2 separate regions of the Oryctolagus cuniculus genome follow, and region 2 is linked to region 1. Evidence: chromatin contacts called from public Micro-C data. All regions are on one chromosome and are shown on one strand. The core of a region is the stretch at or near the end of the contact, and the rest is flanking DNA. Distances in the headings are between cores, read along the strand shown. Region 1 holds the start of SMC3 (structural maintenance of chromosomes 3). Region 2 overlaps MXI1 (MAX interactor 1, dimerization protein).

The links. Hi-C and Micro-C count contacts between places; a contact is called where the count stands out from the background.
Region 2: a contact with region 1 is called in a Micro-C map of ear pinna, with 2.8 times the contacts expected there. The contact joins the enhancer-like site here to the promoter of SMC3 in region 1. A contact is called at or near these places in 2 of 6 Hi-C or Micro-C datasets (ear pinna and an unstated tissue).

The regions. Positions count from the first base shown.
Region 1 is chr15:19,725,842-19,730,319 of mOryCun1.1, forward strand. It overlaps SMC3 (structural maintenance of chromosomes 3), which reads right to left and starts at 2,585. Exons shown (of 29, transcript XM_002718739.5): 1 at 2,177-2,585; 2 at 1,217-1,292. The coding sequence starts at 2,191.
Region 2 is chr15:20,045,430-20,049,907 of mOryCun1.1, forward strand. The region is part of intron 1 of MXI1 (MAX interactor 1, dimerization protein); the gene reads right to left. It overlaps LOC103351424 (a long non-coding RNA gene), which reads left to right. Exons shown (of 5, transcript XR_011382283.1): 5 at 1-1,036. Among named protein-coding and RNA genes, the nearest start is that of MXI1, 3.1 kb to the right of the region's middle. Within about 2 kb of position 1,817, at least 7 of the 8 cell types and tissues checked have an H3K27ac peak or open chromatin away from gene starts, as enhancers often do. A contact at or near this core is called in ear pinna, where this site is marked.

The DNA of each region.
Region 1 (4,478 bases), core at 1,335-3,834:
TACCTCCCATCTGCTGGTACACACTCCCCAGATGGCTGGTTGCAAAGGCTAGAGGTGAGTCAGGCAGAAGCCAAGAGCCAGGAGCTTCATCCACATCTCCCATATGGGTGGCAGGGACCCAAACACTTGGGGCCATCTTCCACCCCTCTTCCTAGGCCATTAGCAGAGAGCTGTGTCAGAAGTGGAGCAGCCAGAACACTAACCAGGACCCGTATGTGACACATGCAACATATGTATTGTCAGTGGCTTAACTCACTGCAACACAATGCCAGGACCAAATAAATAAATTAAAAAAAAAAAAAAGGTCATTCTTCTTTACTGATTTTATACAGGAATCTCACTGTCCTGCGGACTCACTGTGTCCCCCTGAGGTTCACATGCTCTCATCCTAAACTCCAAGAAGTCATGGGCAGCCTTTGGGACTACCAGGGTTAGAAGAGATCCTGAGGATGGAACTTGTGAGCACAGAGCAAAATGGCAGTTTTCTGGAAGACAAGCAGGGAGCCCTCTCCTAAACCCAACCGTGCTGGCATCCTGATCACTGACTTCTAGCATCCGGAACTGTAAGAAAATAAAACTGTTGTTTAAGCCACAGTCTGGCATGTTCTATCTGCCCTGACAAATTAATAAGCCCTGCAATGAGGACTCTGTATAGCAGAACTATGTCAACAGCACAGAAAGGCTTTCTGGTGTCTAGAAGCACTTGGTTTCATCTCTTCTTTAAAACAGCAGAATGCCAGAAAACATTTTGTGTCCTGTATGAACCAGTGAATGGATGGAAGATCTCTCTTTTTGTGTCTCTCCCTCTCTCTAGGTTCTTTCAAATAAATAAATCTTTAAAAAAAAAAATCTGAGAACAACCTTTGTAAACAAAGAATGCTCATCTTTGAAGTAACACACTAGCGAACACTGTAACTAGGATATGACAAGTCAAGGACAGAATAGCTAAATTTAGTGTCAGTCACTAAAAACTTATAAGCTATTAAAATTTGTTGATACATACAAATGAGTAAGTTTTATAATTGAGTTATCCAAACATTTTGTTTAAAGCAAGCAATTCATCAGTGCAGGTTAAAGACACGCAAATTATTTCACAGAGGGAAAAAAACGTTCATATTCAAAGACAATTCCTGTCCCTTTAAGCCTATAGGTACAGATGGACAGAGGCTCTACATTGTTATAGATCAATCTGACCCAGTAAGCCGCAAACACTTACCAATAACATTATGTTTTGAGCTGAAGGGATCTACAATCGTTTGATCTCTGTAACTTCGAAAACCCTGGATAATCACCTAATAAATAAGAGACATTTTGAGAACCCTCCTAAAAAGAAATACTGCGACATCAACATTTTTCTTTTGCATGTCTTTCATCCCAATGCACGTTCGAAAACTTCCAGTTTCACATAAGCAAAACTCACGCTGGAAAATGGTGATTAAAAACCTGTTAAAAGCAGCCCTTTGTCCAGGAACTGCTGCCGGTGCAGAGTTGTTTTCTGAGCTACAGCCGATAAGCTGCAGAGCTCCCACGCCGTCCGAAGGTCTAGCGACCCCCAGCAGGGAGACGGGTCCCGCCTCCTGGACCCTCCCAAGGACCCGCACCCGCCCGCACGAAGGTACCCACCCCGCAGAGGAGGGTACCTCGCGCACCCAACAGACCGCTGCCCCCAAGCCGCGCGGGAAGACCATTTGACAGAAGTAAACAACTGGCTGTGGGCGCGTTACGCTCCCTGCACCAAGACCGTCCCCTCTCCCTCGCGGGGCATCCGGGGAGCCGAAGGGCCTCCCCCGGGGTACAGCGGACACCTCCGCCAGTGCCAGCGACGCTCCCGGGCCGGGCCTTTCCACACCTGCCACGCAAGTGGTCCGTGGACGACACAACCTTCCCGCCAGCGGCCGCCCCCGGCGCGGGCCCGCCCGGTGAAGGCCCGGTCCCTCCGGCCCGCCCCTCCGGCCCCTCGGCCCCTCTCAGGGGTCCTGCCCGCTGCAGAAGAGCGCACTCGGATCCGAACGCCCCTGCTCTCCGCAGCCCGCGCAGCCCCGCCGCTCGCGCAGCTGGGGTCCCTCCCCTCCCCCGCAAGCCCTAGGTCCAGCCTGCGGCTGGCTCCGCGACACCCCCGCCTCAAGCAGGGGTCCTCACAGGCCTGGGAGGGCTGGAAGGGACGCATAGGCCTCACCTGTTTTATGTACATGGTTCCGCGCCCCAAGCCGGGGAAAAGACCTCTCCCCTGGACTGCAACAGAGGGGCGGCAGTGTCAGGTGAGGCGTCTACGCGACCCCTCCCCCAAGGCGCCGCTCGCTCCCCTCCAGCCAAACAAAATGGCGGCTCCCGGGGAGGCGGAGTCCGCCCCTCAGACGGAACCACACTCGCAGCCCCAACTGAGTGTAGGGGGCGACAGGTTCAAGTTAGCTCTCTCTTTGTGGGAAAAAGCAGCATTCTACAGCGTTCTCGGCTCGGTTTCACTTGATTCTGAGAAGCTGTGGCTGGCCCTTTCCGGAGACTTAGTCGGAAACTTCCATCGGAGAAAACGGGACCGTGAGATTGGGCCGCGCTCCCTCTAAGCGCGGAGCCAATGGGCGCGCCCACAAGAGGGAAAAGGTTCGGCGCCAAAGCCGAGAGGGAGATGCCGAGGACCAATAGCGGAGCGGCCGGCGGCCACGTGGTCTGGGGCTGGTTTTAAAAAAGCGGACCCCGCGCGTCTGCGCGCGTCCCCGGATCGCTGGTGACGACTGGAATTCCGCGTGCAGCCTGCTGCTCCATTATTGTGTCTCGCGCCGTAGGAACTTGACATGCTTGGAACGCCCCCTCCTGGTTGCGAGCGGTCTTCGCGCAGGACCGCTCCCCAGGAACTTGGAGATGCTGGAAAGCCGGTTTCAGTAACCGGGTAGTGAATACCCGGGAGCTGCTACCGCGTGCCGAGGCAGCCCTGTGCGGTTGCAGCCGGGATTTAGATGAGGTTAAACACGGCTTTGTTTGTTTTAAACAGCCTGAGAGAGCTTACGTACTTGTGGCAAACCTAGGGGTATCTGATCCCTGTTGGCCCTAGGAGAAAAGGCATTATTTGTTTGGATCTCCGTAGCCAGGAAGTTACCTGCAGGGAGGAGAAAATCGCTACCCATCCTAACGCCCATCCGGGGGGCAGATGCTTCTCTGTTCCCAGGTTGAACGATTTTTAATAGCCTGTTGGCGCTCTCTTAACCAGTCCTCCCTTGGCGGCCTTTATCTGCAGCCTCCTTTATCTAAAGCCTGGATCAAGTCCTTGGCAGCCCTTGGCTTAAAAATTATGTAATAAAATAATAAAATAACGTCTTCGAACATTTCACTTGGGTATTGGCATCTCTGTCCTGTCAATTTGAGATTCTGGGTGTATCATTAATTTCAAAGTTTTAAGCCTCCAATGCCTTGTCAATGAAGTATGGATGATAAAACCACTTCATATTTAGAATTAAAAACACGAGAGCTTTGGGCAAAGGTTAAGACTCCCCTCCCCACCCCCATAGGAATTCTTGGTTTGAGTTCCAGCTCCTCCCATCCAGCTCCCTGCTGATAAACATGTGGAACAATAGGTGATGGCCCAAGTGCTTGGGTCCTTGCCACCCAAGTGAGAGACCTGGATTGAGTTCTGGGCTCCTGGCTACAGCCTGGGCCAGTCCAGGCCCCATCTGGGGAGTGAACCAGGGGACAGAAGATATTTCTCAGCCTTTTAAATAAAATGAAAAATAAAGAATGAAACTTTTAAATATACATTTTAAAAAATGAGCAGGAGCCAGCGCTTTAGCATAGCGGGTAAAGCTGCCGCCTGCAGTGTCAGCATACCATTTGGGCGCTGGTTCAAGTCCCGGCTCCTCCACTTCCAATCCAGCTCTGCTATGGCCTGGGAAAGCAGTAGAGGATGGCCCAAGTACTTGGGCCCCTGCACCTGCCTCGAAGACCTGGAGGAAGCTCCTGGCTTCTGATCAGCACAGCTCTGGCCGTTGTGGCCATCTGGGGGAGTGAACCAGCAGATAGAAGACATTCTCTCTCTCTCTCTCTCTCTCTCTCTCTCTCTCTCTGCCTCTAACTCTGCTTTTCAAATAAATAAATAAATCTTTTAAAATGACAATCTACTTTTTCAAAACACAAGAGCTGAAACAAGTGTGTGGCAGAAAGATATCAGAAAATTGACTGCTTCAAAGAGAGGTAAGGGAATTCCCTAGGGGGTGATGATACTATTCTATATCTTTATAGAAGTTTGGGATCCTAGGTTTATGCATTTATCAAAATCCAGTGAGTGTTGACTCAAGAGCTTTGCACTTCATTGTATGGGAATTTTACATAAAAGAAAGAATAAACATGAAATTTTAGTTTAATGATATGAATGGTGACGTATTTAGAGAGACTTACACAGTATTGATGTCTGAAACTTGGAAATGTGCTCCAAAATTAGATGGATTAATGGATGGATAGTCAAATGGACAGATGAGATAAAGCAAGTATAC
Region 2 (4,478 bases), core at 567-3,066, 320 kb after region 1:
CATAGCAGTAGACAGAATGCAGTTTCAGCTCTCAGAGCCCGACCTACTATCTCCTTGCAGGTCCTGGTATTACCACTCAACGGTAAGACCAACTGTTCTCCAAGCCATCGGAATATTGGCCATGTGTCCCCTGGCTTCCAAATCTCATCACAGTGCCATAGCCAGCAAATTACAAATGTACCCACTCCATATCAAGTGGCTATTGTATGCCAGAAGTATGCTACATGCAAGGATGGCATATGCTGAAATGCTGTACACGATATTCTCCCTTTCGATGCTAATAATCTCCCAGTGAGGATAAAGCTACTGCACAGGAAGCCAGGAGCGACTTGCACGGACTGTTTATCAAAGCTCAGAGAAGTCACTTCTCACCGAGCACCTATTATATTTCAGATACTTTAAATGTTTCAATGCAGTGCTTCATTTAATTATTCAGCAATGATATGAGGGTGGTTCTAAAATTATACCCCTTTTACAGAAAAACCAAAAACAACAACAACAAAAAGGGAACCTCAGAGACGCTAAGTGACTCCTGTCCACAAGACCAATAAGCAGTGAAATAGGAATTTGGGCCCCTGTTCCATGTGACTGCAAAGCCTACATTCTCTCAACTGTTCTGACTTAAGAAATGGAGGCAAGTGGGCTGAAATAGCTAGGGGAAGCTTCGTGGAGGAGGTGGGAGCTGACCTAAGTCTTGAAGGGAGTCGAGTACAGATAACCCCCAGGGAGGAAGAGAATGAGGGCATCTAGACGGAGGGATGATCTGAGTTAAGCACAGAGGCATGACTGTGAGGCTGGCTTGCTGGTGGACCTGCTGGACAGGAGGCAGGTTTCACGGTGGGGCAGAGATTAGGTCAGGGAGGCAGGGTGGGTCCCAGTGACACCACACAACAGCAGCTTCCTCCAGCAAGAGGAAGAGGCTGCTGCTTGGCCTGCCCCAGCCCCTAGGAAAACACCCCGCCCACCAGCCCAGGTAAGCCACTGCAGAGCTGGCTCCTTCCCTGTATCAGGCGCTGCCTCCAAAGCCAGCTTCCCCCTGCGCATGGACAAGGCTGTTTCCGGGCTGCACACCTTTCTCGCCACCACAGCTTCTTCCACTCACCTGCCGGCCAGCTAGCATCCCTCAGCGCACCTCCTTTCCCCCTTCAGTTCTTTTTCCAAAACAGGGACTAAGTCTTTCTCCAGTGATTAGTCAGTCTGCATTTACCCTGACCCCCCTCTCCAAGTGCATATAGGTGATACCATCCGAGGGGACTTCTAGTTTCTGGAAATGTGATACCACGCCACAGCCCCATGGCTGATATCTCTCTGGAGGCCTTCGATGTTGCGACATCAGTCAGAATTTCCTAGGGAATCCCATGCTTCGCACACAGCGGGCTGCCAACACCGGGTGGCTTAATATGAACTCCTTCCTCCCTCAAGAAAACTCACCCCATCTACTGGAAATAATTCAGCACTGTGACCACAACTTGGTGAACACTCCCAGTACGGAAACCTCAGCGGGCAGTGAAAAGCCGTTCTGGTTACAATGGAAAATAAGGCAAGCTCCTGCCAAGCCAGCGCTTCGCAAACAGCAGGGCAAACGGAACGTGCGACTGCCTATCGGAGCGTCTCGGGAAGGTTTCACAGGACCCGAAATGGAGCACTGAGGCCCGACACTCGTCTCCGGGGAGAACAGAGTCCCTTTAAGAAGGGACTGGACCAGCTGGCTGCACGACAGCTCCCAGAGATAGCCTGGCTCGCGTCCTGGTCCCACCCCCTAGCCTCCGGCCTCAGCAACGCGTGACGTCAGAGAGAACGGACGCTGCCTATTGGCTGAACGGTGCAGCTAGGTCAAGTCCAGTCGGAGGAAAGAAGTTTGTCTCCATGTGGAAACCATGTGTCTCTAGCTGGGAGGGGGAGGAGGAGGAGGCGGAGAAACTGAGATCAAGCGATTACAGGGGAACTCGCCGAAATGAAGGCGGGGAGGTTGTGCACCTGAGCCGGTCAGCATTGCCCTTTGCAGTAGTGACCTAAAAAATAAAAATAAAAAGACTTGCACAACAAACCCAACCCGAGCCCCCCGCCGCCCCCTCATCACACTAATGATGAAGAAGCTAGGGTCCTTGCTTCCTTCCAAAACCCAGAGACCTGGGAAACGCTGGAATCCTATCGGAACGCCCAGCTGCCTCTCCCTCCCCCAACGACCGAATGATGTAAGCGTTTCGGAAAGCGGAGCTCCGGAGCAAAACAAGCCCCGCGCGCGCGGAGCGACCCGCAGTGCCCGAGCCCGGCGCACGCACGACCCGCCCCCCGACTCGCGTTATTGCTGTGCACACGCGGGCCGCCGTGACGCGCGGGCATTGTGTGCAGCGAGCAGAACACAGCGGCGAGCGCCGCCAGCGCCAAGAAGCGCCCCCAGTGAAACCAGACGCAGGGCCCGCCGTTTTCCGTGCGCGAGCCCCAGCCCGAGCTGGGGGCGGGCCGGAGAGTGGGGAGCCCACGCGGCCCTGGTGGGCCGAGCTCCTGTTTGTAGGGGGCAGAACCGGGGGCCGGGCGGATGGTCGCACAGAGTTTGCTGGAGGTCACCCCCGGCTGCGTAAGCTGTTGGGGAGGGGGCGCGGGCCTGGAGCCGGGTCTCCCGTGCCGAGGCGGGCACGGCGCAGCGACCCACGCTCTCGGGGGAAAACTGGGGGGCCGTTGGCATCACGTCATTGAGAGCTAAACGCCGGCGGCGAAGAGAGCTAAAAACAGTCCCGCGGGGAGCCGGCCGGAGGAGGGAGGCTGCAGGGCCGGGGGCTGATTACGCACACGAAGTTGACTTGGGGCGCCCAGGCTTTCCCAAGCCCCTGTCTCGGGCCGGTGGGTTTGCCGCGCGGACCCCTCGGCTCCACCAGCCTCTCGCGCCCTACTCTGCCGCCGCGGGCCCGCCCCGCGCGGGGCAGCCCGGGCCGGCGCGCCCGGCTCTCTGCTTACGTGACTGGTGGCCACGCCGGAGCCCCGGCACGGGGTAAACAAGGAGGTGGCGGCGGCCAGGGCGGCGGGGGGTGGGGCGGGGAGGGCTCCAATTGTCTGCGGGTGCGGGACGCGGAGGAAGCTCCGGCCGCCTCCGTGATAGACCTCCTGGGGTGGGGGGTCAGGCTGGCCACGCAGTGCCAAGGTGCCCTCTCGGGTGCACCCCCGCTCAGAGCCAGAGCCGCCGGGCAGACTCCGGAGACCCGGGACGGGGGGGGGGGGTTGCTAAAGGAATCGCGCCCCTCCCCCCCGCAACAAAAGCAAACACAGCAAACAAAACCACGTCTGCGGCCAGCTCCCCGCCGGCTCGGGCTTTTTGAGAAACTCCCCTCCAGGCCAGTGCACACCCAGCCCACCCCCTGCCCCCCGCAGGAATAACCGCACAGCCGGCGACGCGCAGCTCCCGCAGCCCAGGCACTCCGGGAAAACAGGCAAGGAGAGAAAGAACGGAACGCACCGCCGAGCTCCCGACAACAGCCCTTGTTGTGCTCTTCACAGCGCCCGCACAATTGCGTGGCCGACGCTGGCTCCCTTAACCGCGCAGGCCCTGAGTGTGGCTCTGCGAAGGTGTTTTTGTGTTTGAGGGTTGCTGTTGTTGTGTTGGGGGGGTGGGATACCTGACACGTTGCAATCGCATTTCTCTCTACCCCCACCCCGTCCCACCGATCGTCCCACTTGCTCGCACTGCCAGAACGTCCCGGTTTCCCCCGTCTGTCGGTCTGTCTGCCCGGCCCCTTCCTCCTGCCCACAGCTATTATTCCAAGGATCGTGCCCGAGACGCCGTCGCACACGCAAACCCCCGTTAGGGTGCCGAGTCGATTGCCTGGGGAGGGCTGGGGGACCCTGCTGGCAGGGGCAAAAATGAAACAAACAAACACAAAAAGGAAGCCAGGCCGGGGTGGGGCTCCCGGCGCTGCTGCCGCCCCCCCCCCCCCCCATGCATCGCTCTGCAACCTGAATCTGGGGGGGGGGGGGGCGAGAGACACCGACCAGGAAGGCGTTCGCCTTGCTCGCCCTGCGCACTCACTCGGGAGCCGTCTCCAGGAAAATAAAGAAACCGCACACCACAGCCCACACCTTCTTCCCCCAACTATTGTTTCTGTTAGATCCCAAAGTTTCCTTCTAGCCGCGTCCCCCTCGCCAAGTTTCTCGGGCGCAGGGCGGCGGGACCCGGGCGAGCTGCCGGCGCTCCCCGGCCCCAGGGCCTGTTTCTTGGGGAGGGGGCGCGGTGGCACCCCAGGACGAAGGGCGCGCGCGGAGGCCTGGGTCCGAGGACGCGAGGGCCGGAGCCCAGTCCCGGCTGCGGGAGGGGAGGGAGCAGCCCGCGCCCACGCCGTGGAGGCTGTGCCGCCCGCGGTTGTTATTGTTGTGGTGCGCGCCTGTGTGTTTTCTTTCTGGAAGCCCTGAGCTCTGCCGACGGTGTCCAACTTTCGGCTTCTAATCCTCACCCCACCCAGGAACGAGAACGGGAAAACAACACTTGT